Regions from separate parts of the Zea mays genome. Here region 1 is linked to region 2. The links are chromatin contacts, called in public Hi-C maps. All regions are on one chromosome and are shown on one strand. Each heading gives the region's core, a stretch centred on a gene start, on an enhancer-like site or on the middle of the called end of the contact. The rest is flanking DNA. Distances are from core to core; before and after follow the strand shown. Region 1 holds the start of LOC100284864 (alpha-L-fucosidase 2). Region 2 holds the start of LOC100193250.

Region 1 (5,015 bases), core at 1,143-3,642, 240 kb after region 2:
TTGTACTATAGACTGTACTGTTCGCAGAGTAAAGTTTAAATATGGGGATGAGTAAGCTGCTGGAGATAATCTTAATGAGGACGTAATCTATTGCCTTGGGTATTGGTTGTGCTACGTGAACTAGGAAAAGGTTGCTCTTCCATTTTTGCTCTGTATATCTCTGCTTCTTACAGTAAAGGGTTTACTGATGCAGCTGCAAGGGACATCAATTTGAGGAAGCTTGGAAGAAACATGAACTAGACCCAGACTTGACGATGCTGCTGTCCACTTTCAATAAGCTTTGTATAAAAAACAGTTCACCGTGATGTTGAGTTCAACTACATGTGTTATCAGTGTAAATATTTCACCATCGCCTATCCTGTCACTGAATATTTCACTACTGCCTATTCTGCCACTCTCATCTGCTGAAGGAAATCAGCCTTGATTCTTGTGGCAGATCCATTTTAAAAAAAAATCTAGTACCTGTAGAGGCAGCTGGACAAGGTAATGAACAACTCATGCCTTGTCGACAGCCTTCTTCCTCTGCATCCGTTCTGGTACACGCGTTTGTGTTCTGTGTGACTTCATCGTGGATTCAGTGCAGCTGACTGCACTGCATGCAACGTGTATATTTTGCTCACACTCAGTGTGGCTCACAGCTTGATGATAGCATTAGTTGAACAGCGCGCATGTACTTACCGATACAGCTGACTACTGACAGCTTATTTGTAGCCGGTGTTTCGAGTATATTTTCTAACTAAGTTCTATATATGATGACGACGTGAGTTTATGTCTGCCCGTTTTTCTCCGGGAAGCTCAGTATCTGTGGCTGCAGGTACTTGCCGTGGTAGATGAGCCTGGACATGGCCCTGTACGCCGCCTGCGTCATGTGTATGCCGTCCCAGCTCAGGTACGTGGACGGGTCAGCGCACGCCGCCGTCCCCGGGAAGCCGCACATCCGCCGCCAGTCGAAGTTGTACTCGCCGGCACCGGCGCCGCAGCAGGCCTTGCGCGTGCTCGCGGCGTCGAAACCTGATGCAGAGACACAGAGAGAGACGCGTCGTCGTCAAACGGCACGGACTTGGATGATTCGAGTCCCGCATGCGTGAGAGATCGAGTGACGAAGGAGTACCGAACGAGGAGGCGTTGTGGAGGAGGGTGAGGAAGGAGTCGAAGTAGTCGGCGTAGGCGACGGCGGCGCCCGGGTACGACGCCTGCAGGTCGGCGACGGCGCGCCGGAGCCGCGAGTTGTGCTTGGCGGCGAAGTCGTTGAGCTCCCGGAGGCACCCCGCCGAGTCGTAGTCCGCCGGCTCCGACGAGGCGGCGTTCATGGCCAGGTAGCCCGGCACGCAGCCGATGGGGAAGTTGCCCGGGACGATGACCCTGGTGGCGCCCATGTCCAGCACCTCCTTGGCGGCGCCGACGATGGTCTTCACGACCCCTGGGATGAGCTTCTCCACCTCGGCCACAGGCTTGGCCTGGAAGAAGGCGTAGTTGTAGTCGTTCCCGCCGATCTCCCCGACCAAAACCAGAGAAGCTTGAAGCCGTCTGCGAATCTCTGCACGCACGCATGCATGCGCGCAGCCACACGCAGTGCAAGGGTTTGAGCCTGCTGCCTGCCTAGCAGCGCGTCGATATCGATATCCATGGAGGGAGGATGAGACGGTTTTGGTTGATCGAGAGGAGGAAGGGAAGTGTAAAGTGTTTGCCTTCATCGGTGCCGAAGGTGTACTTGAGGAAGTCCTTGAACCACCGGAGCTGCACCTTGAGGGACTTGGAGGCGAACGGCACGGGGACGGCGGGGAGGTTGAACTGGTCGGCCGGGTCCACGGCGGTGGCTCCGGCGACGGCGAAGTTGACGCCGTGGTCGAAGCTCTTGTTCTTGCCCAGGTACGGGTTCAGGAACGGGAGACCCAGGTCCTGAGCTGCATCATCATCCATATGCATTTATATGCATGTCACGATCACGACCGACCGCGTCGTATGCGTACTGGCTGCCGCTTAGACCTCTGTAAATTAGTGACGTCAGGCACACGTACCCAGGAAGTCGATCATGAGGAGGCCGTCGGAGCACCGCCCGGTCGGGTACCCGAACGTGACGCCGTAGGGGAGGTGCTTGATGGTCTCGAACATGCCCGGAGGCGCCTCCTTGACGAGGTTCCCGGTGTCAGTGATGGAGTCGCCGAGGCTGTAGATGGCAGTGATGCCGTTGCCGGCGGCGTCGCCGGCACCGTGCCCATGGCGGCAGCACAAGTGCAGAGCGGCGAGGGAGACAGCCAGGAGGAGAGCTGCTGATACAGAGGACGAGGCCATGTCCATGCGCTCTACTACGCTAGAACGGATGATTGCTCGGAAAGAGATCAGATCGCGCTCGATCGAGTACTGTGACGACTGACTGACGATGAGTGAGTTACATGGCGGCAACGACGACGGCCTTTTTATAAGCATGTGTTGTGGGTGGATGGGCAAGAAGAGGAGGAACGGGCTTGGGCGCGCGCGCACCAGGAAGGAATCCGCCACAGCATGTTGTAGAACGACAGCATGGATGGGTGGCGATTTCGACGCCCAGAAGGCTCGGTCGGCCGCGCCCGTAGTAGATGGAGAGTGGAGACGGCCTTTCGTCGAGGGCCATGCATGCTTTTGCCACCTTTTATGTTAGCGAAAAGAATGCGCCATAAGATCGATCGGATCGAGTCCGAGATTAGGGGGGGGGGGGGGGTCATCATTTCTCTAGCTATACCATGATGTTTTGAAAAAAAAAGGTCAGAGAAAAAATTTCCTCAAATCTGTACTTACGGGGATGTAAGCAAACCTTAGGTGCAAACGTGAAAACATGTCTCTTGCTTGGGTCTTTAAATCCCGACCTGAGCATATTTAGCTCTTAAATTTCCCACCACCTCGTACAACTTTACCAAAAACCACTTGATCAACTCTACGATTGAATCACGATCTAAATGTCTAGGATGCTGCGCTGACGTATATACTTGCACCTAAGTCTTTCCACATCTATCATTGGTTTGTCTATGTGTTGAAGAGTGTTACACAATGGTGGAGCTAGCGATTTTTATGCCTAGAGCCACAATCTAAATGCATATGTAAACACATACCAAATGTACCGATAATTTTTAGGTACGGATCATAATAATACATCTTATATAAATACCATTCTTAATAGTCAAACGACTTGTTAAAACATAACACGATAAAAAGTACCGAACTACAGATGATTTCGCCCATCACCGCCGCGCTCATATCTTGATCAACACTAGGACGTGACCCTGAACCTACATGTGCAATTAGACGTTTCAAGCAAATTAGGGATGCAAACTAAAGATGTTATTAATTAGATAAAAACAATTTAGAAAAAAAGTACAAAACATACCACTTGCATTGGTAGAAGGTAATGGTCCTAATGAAGGTAACTTTTCAATGATTCTTTAGTATTAAAATGGTATAAAATATCTTTACCTTTCATGCTTGCAAAAATACCTCGCTCAAGTATCAATGTAGCAAACCCTTCTATGATTTAAGTAATCATATTCCTCATATTATTCCTTAACACTGTCTTGATAACTTTCATTACAGAAAATGCCCTTTCAATTGTGGCAGTGCAATAGAAAAAATCAAGGCTACCTTAACAAGATAAACCAATCTAAAATCAGCAATACCACAAAGGTCATGATAATTACTAAATTTAGGGTTAGATCTCACGTCAGTAATGAATATATTAAGTTATTCTCTAAGCATCATAAGTTCATAGTGATCAAAGTCAACATCATACATCTTTGTTAATTATATTAGTTGATCTCTATCAAAATTAGCAAAAGACTTCTTTGGATCTAGACAAGCAATACATCTCAATAGTTGATTAGTCATTTTAGTGAACTGTTTGTTTGATTTCACAATAATCTGATTATATACCATATTAAATATGTCATATTTAAAATGATGGCAATAAGTCACTAACTGCCTCCAGGTCCTTGAGTGACACCTAACAATAATTATCCCCCATGTTTGGTATAATAATGTATGTAAAAACCGTATGGAATCTCATCCAAAGTTCTTCTTTATAGCCATAAAATTCTCCCCTCGTATTTGATGTCGGAGTGCCAGCGTGTAACAACCTGTCCACTCCCAGACCAGCGGTAGTTACTTCTACCAGCCCTCTAGGATCATAGATCATCCTCACAAACCAACCCAAGTCTTTTGTACGCAATTTGTCCCCACACATGCGCATCTGGAAAAACTTCCCATTCGATCACCTATCCCAAGGTTGCTTTGGGCCAAGCATGCTTAATCCAAAAGTTCTTTCGAGATAGGCTTCCAAAAAAGAAGATGGATCTTATTGGTTTGAGTATTCTATTAATCCGATTAAGCATTGGGACAGTATATCACAACCCATCCCTTTTAGAAGACTGACGTCTTCGTCGGTCCGCCTCAAACCAAGAACCTCCCTTCTTGACCACGTTTGTGACCCTAGGGTTCGGGCGAAGAAGGATGAGGGAGGCGATGCGACGACCGACAGGTGAGCGTCATGACTCGACGACGATAACAATAGGAGTCTTATTTTTCCTATTTCATGTGCCTACTATGTAGGGATGATAATGGATACTTATTTGGTTTTTTTATTGCGAATAAATAGGATATTGAAATCACTATGCAAATTTGTATTTTGTTTTTTGCATTGACCTTGTAAAGATTCATAAAAGGCAAACTTCAAATTTATCAAATAATAGATATAAAATTCGAATACGGATACGGATACGAATATGGATTCAGATTTTTTTATATTTTTGTTTTAGGGAGCAAATAAAGCATAAAATAATTTACGCAAAATTTTTATTATTTGTAATAATATGTTTGATATCATAAGAAAATATCAACATAAAATTTTATACATATCTATTTTAAAATATGGGCTGGAACTAGGGTCACTTTATATATTTGGTATATGGTTCATAGAAAATAGAAAATTAGTGGAGTGTAAGGTCATTCTTAATGGGAGTTTTATGATAGTTTCATTCTTATTAAAAAAA
Region 2 (5,431 bases), core at 531-3,030:
TATATATATATATATATATATATATATAATATATATATATATATTATATATATATATATATACTTCAGAATTGGTTTGTATTGTAACATACGAGTATCTTTGTATCGGGAAAAAATTTACTGTAAACCAGGATGTTTGCAGCCCCTTACAACATGGATAGACCCTACATGCAAGTCAATAAGACAACTAAAACGTTATCTAGTGGATCTATATAAGTCTATTCTCTTTTTTGTGAGAGGCTGAAAACATCCTGGTTTACAGCCGGACTGCAGAAAAAAAATTTGCTCTCTATATCACATTAGGCTCTGTTTTCGACATGCAAGGGAAGCCGCTCTATCGGAATCGGAGGATGGGAAGGAGCTGTCAGAAAACAGAAACACATGGACGGGAAGGGCCACTGCAAGGTGCGGTACGGGGACGGCGGAGACGACGAGGACGCGGACGTCGAGGGTGAAGAGAAGGCTCATCAGCTGATGGTCATCGCAATTCGCAAGCTACTATACCGTACGTACTAGGTGTACCTATGCTCATCAGTTGATGGTCCTTATGAACGTCGATGTTTTTTTCCCTCCTCCTTATTTTCCATTTCTGATCATCATGGTGCTTAAGGTATGTCGAGTTTGAATATAACTTCCATGTACCTCTTGCCCAGGGATGAAAGTGGTCCGAAACTGTTATGACAAATTTAATATTTTAAATTAGATATATATAAAATCTGATGTTAATTTTTTCTTATGTTATTATTAGTGATATTATTAGAAATAAAAACAAAATATTGTATAAATCGTCTTATGTATTATTTGCTCTCTACAGGTGCGAAAAATACTGAATTTGTTTCCGAATCCATATCGACTTTTATATCATTTTATTTTGATAGGTTTAAGTTTTATGAATCTTTACATGCTCAATTTTATAAACAAGAATATAAAATTGTATAGTAGATTATATATCTTATTTATTTATAATAAAAAATGACTACAAACTGATTAATGAATAAACACTGTTTCCGACCATTTTTATGCCTTAGAACTCTGCAGTTGCGAAAACAGACGAATTTATATTCAATCCTGGGTCCCTTTTTTATTATTCTTATTAGTTAAAACTCTGTCCAGGCCTGCGCCGGCATATGTGTGCGTTTCTTTTTTTTTTTTTTGCCTTGCGTGCGTGCGTGCCACGTGCTATTCCAGACGCGAAGTTGCCGTTTGCCTCTTGGACCGCATCCGATGATGTGACGCTGACGCGCAGGGAGTTCCCCACTTTTTTTGGTACCACATTATTATTCTGTGCTTGCATTCGTCCACATCGTCGACGTCGACCAGCAATTTTTGGCACGTCGTCGCTGTCAAGGAGAAACGTCCTCCTGAGTTCTGACTGACTCTGCAGTTTATTACAACGTTTTTTTTTCACGTTTTGACGTGGGTGAAAGGACAAAAGAGCAATCGTTTTTTCCTTTTTTTTGACTTCAATGACGCTGCACAGACATGCATACTGTTCCGGTTGGAATTAAAACTATACACAAAAATACACTACATATATATAATGCTGCAGTTTGATACGGAGAGGCGAGCACACCAAATCACCAATAGATTACATGGCCATGTTGCGAGCACAGAGCACATGAATTCCATGTGAATAATCAATGTTTTTTTATGAAAACCCCATGGAAATGAGTTCTAGCGACAAATGGGTAGTAAAAGCGTTCAACACTTGACCAAACATCTGGAAGGAAAAAAAAGAAAGAAAAGAAAAAGAAGGGGAAAGCCGCACAAGGCAAGCGGCGGAAAATGTCAAAGGACCGCAGATCGCCGGCCCGAGGACACTCTCTCCCCTCCTCTCCCATCCGGCATCCCCGCCCACTCTCTCTCCTCCCCTCCCCTCCCCTCCCCTCCTTTCTCTCCACTCGTCGCACGCAAGCGCAAATGGCTCTAAAAAGTCCAACTCCAAACCTAGACTAGAGGCCCCTCACCGAGGCGACGACGCACGCAGCCGAGCGCCACTCCGCCGCCGCCGCCTCCTCCTCGTCCCCGTCCCGCGCCGCAACGGCCTCCCCCACCCTGCGCCCGCCGGCCGCCCCTCGACGGGTCGAGCGGAGCGGGGAACCCATCCGTCCGGCCGTTGGTCGCTCTCGCTCGTCTGGTGTTGGTGAGTGACCTCCAGCTGCCTTGTTTGACTTGGTAGATAGATTTCCCTTTCGGTTTGTTTCGTTCGCAGTTGAATCCAGGCTCCTGGATTTTATTTTTTCCCCCCGCTTCGTTCATCGGTTCAGTTCACTTTGCCGATTAGCGTGCTCTATCGAGTCCAATACAATCCGCTCCCGCCCGTGGTTCATCGGCGCGCAGAACCCGCCCATCTCAGTTGACGCCGCGCCGTGGGAGTTAGCTGGTTTGTTTTTCGATGTTTTCGTGGTGGCGGTGGGTTGGTGGGGGAGGGTGAGGGGGTGTTCGAGTGAACCCCGTCCCTCCTGGGACACGGTATTTCGGGGGGTCGGAATCAGAGGCACATGTCTAGTTTTTTTATCTCTCCTTGGATGAGGATTTTTTCCAGGAATCGTTTGAGTTTTTTTTTTAACCAGAACTAGAAGTTATGGTTGTGGCAAATAATTTTGTCGGTGAGTTCCCGATTTTAGCGTCAGATAGTCATGTGGTGTTGTAGGGAATTCATTACATGGACATTAGGGTGTTTCTGCCTTGCTGCCATACACTGATACACTATTATTTATCATATTGTCAATTGTCTTTCGATGGAAATGCTCAGTCTATTCATCATCACACATATATCATTTGTGCACTGTATTTTCGAATGAGCAAGCTGGAATTGATCTGATTCGCCTATTGGTGTCCTGTAGGTTGTAATGAGAAGCTGGACCTGTTAGGCCGAAGAGTTCTCGTTGCAAGTCTGTGCCTCAGCGATGGGTTCAGGCAACTTGATCGTGAAGAAGGTGGTAAAGCACAGCTCCTTTGATCTGGACATACAGCTTGATAAGAGTTGGATGGAGGATGTTACCTGCCCGATCTGCCTTGATTACCCTCACAATGCAGTGCTACTGAGGTGCACGTCTTATGAGAAGGGATGCAGGCCGTTTGTTTGCGATACAGACCAGACCCGCTCAAACTGTCTTGAGAGGTTTAAATCTGCATATGAACTGCCTTCCAATGTGAAAGTTTCATCTTTAGCCGTGCCTCCTCTTGATAGCATTATTCATATTGTGCCGTCTAACGCAAACAACCGCCCCAGCTGCCCTTTGTGTAGAGGTGATGTTATTGGGTGGGTTGTTATTGGTGAGGCTCGGCTGCATCTTAATCAGAAGAAAAGGTGCTGTGAAGAGGATTGCTGCTCGTTTGTTGGCAACTTCAATGAGCTTCAGAAGCACACGCAACAAAAGCATCCTGATTCACGCCCTTCAGAGATCGATCCTGCTAGGCAAGTTGATTGGGAGAATTTCCAGCAATCTTCTGATATCGTAGATGTCTTGAGCACAATACATGCACAAGTTCCAAACGGGATTGTTCTGGGAGACTATGTGATTGAGTATGGGGATGATGACACTGGTGAGGACTATGAAGTTTTCCGCAGGGTCAGGACGAACTGGTGGTCATGTATTTTCTGCAGGGCGTTTTCAAGATCTTCAAGAAGTCGTAGAAGATCCAGAGCAAGGGAAAGAATAGGCAGTGGAAGGAGGAATGGCAACCAGGTTAATCTAGAAAATTTTAACCTCGTGGTTCCGACACAACCTGTTGAATTAAGGGAAATTAGGTTTGATGAAATTGATGATGAATACATAGTCACAGGGGCCATTCCTAGTATCGCAGCACCGGGAAGAATGGCTAGTTTCCATTACAGGTATGCATAAGTAATCCTTTTAAAAAAAATCCTCACATGTGGTTGGAGTATATGCTATTGCAAATGTGTAGTACTAAGAACCAAGGGTCCTTCAAAAAGACGAAACATACACAGTTGCACAACATGCTCATGCTATTTCGAATAAACCAAATAAAATCCTTAACGGAGATTATGTACAATACACAACATGAAAGGCAAACGTCAGCATGATGTAGTTTTTGTTCTTGTCTAATTGTCTTACATCTATGGTGCCAACTCGAGCGGGTGACCTGTTCTTTGGCATGTTTCCTGTCTCACCTGTGGGTGTTAATGTGCATGATGAATGCTTCACAATATATATTCTGTACATTGCATTTTCGTGGGTGTAATTTTTAATGTATGTTGCTTAGGAATGCATCACCTAAGAAAATGCTGGAATTTTGTCTACACCCTCGAGCTCGAGGGAATATTTAGATCTGTTCTATATAATCAGTGTTATCCGTTGATAGTATTTTCATCTTTAAATGGAACTCTGACAAAATTCAATTCGTCTTTCAAATCTGACTCTTTTCATATGCTGCTTCTGTGGATGTAGGGATACAAGATATGGACGTTGATGCATAGGGTCTGCAGTAAAAAAAGGAATAGATGTTATGCAATTTACCGATCAACGTAACGTTGTAACTCCGCTCATTTGGATTCCTTTTCCACCTGCCCTCGGTAGGTGCTGCCGCAGTTCAAACTTATCTGTGCATAAAAAGTAGCAACAGAACCTCGCTGTTCGTTTGAATCAGGCCTCGTCATTCTAGTTTCGATCTTGTATATATTTAGCACCCGTCTCTATAGGATGTTGGTGACAGTTCTTTTCGGAATGCTTCTGCGATGTAGCGCGGTTTTACATAGTAACCCTGAAACAAACTTCAGCCCGCTCTAATGGGGATTTGTTTGGAGACTCGTGTCTCGCTGGGTAGCCCTTCAGATAAGAGCTTCTGAGCCGTCCATGGTGATGCTGTTCAGTTAGTTTAAGATGCTATAATATTGAGACAAGCAGGGAAGGCACGTACTGTTGACGTTTCCTTTTGACCCTACCGCCTGTGTTATTCTAATAAACGCATGTCTTGTACATTCTACATCCTGCTCCACATAATTGAGCTTCGTGCTAGGACTACAATTGTTTTAGTGATCTTGCCGGTGAGTTCCATAACAACTGGAAAGCACCTTGCGAATTCTTTCAGCTTACCTCTATTCCTGTCGATTTGCCTGCCAGTTGGACTGACCACGTCGCTGGCAGTACCCTATCTTGATCAGCGAACAACCAGATCAAAGCACTAATATGATATCGCCGACACTGGTGCCCGAATGGTCAGCTGTCTTGGTGGGTAGCACATTTGGAGCAAAATCACTTTGTGGATGCAAACAGCAGAGCTTTTACTTCTTTTTTTTATGTTACAGTATATAAAAAGATCCGTAGCACCAAGAGCTTTTACTAACCAAAGGATTTTCAGAATGTGTACATTATATTTGAGGCAGACGACAGAAATGGGGGCTGGCAGACCACTAACCACGGAATTCGCTTGCTGTAACAACTGATAATAATTGGTATAACGTCTGA

Evidence for each region. A called contact is a pair of places that touch in the nucleus more often than the background predicts.
Region 1: a contact with region 2 is called in a Hi-C map of endosperm, with 3 times the contacts expected there. The contact joins the promoter of LOC100284864 here to the promoter of LOC100193250 in region 2. A contact is called at or near these places in 5 of 25 Hi-C or Micro-C datasets (ear, endosperm, leaf and 1 more).

Annotation. Positions count from the first base shown.
Region 1 is chr5:54,762,383-54,767,397 of Zm-B73-REFERENCE-NAM-5.0, forward strand. LOC100284864 (alpha-L-fucosidase 2) reads right to left here and starts at 2,393. Exons shown (of 4, transcript NM_001157759.2): 1 at 2,019-2,393; 2 at 1,689-1,904; 3 at 1,112-1,537; 4 at 271-1,011. The coding sequence starts at 2,298. The coding sequence ends at 767. LOC103626365 reads left to right here. Exons shown (of 7, transcript XM_008646771.3): 7 at 194-625. The coding sequence ends at 305.
Region 2 is chr5:54,519,306-54,524,736 of Zm-B73-REFERENCE-NAM-5.0, forward strand. It overlaps LOC100193250, which reads left to right and starts at 1,781. Exons shown (of 3, transcript NM_001138399.2): 1 at 1,781-2,142; 2 at 2,846-3,840; 3 at 4,415-4,767. The coding sequence starts at 2,909. The coding sequence ends at 4,436.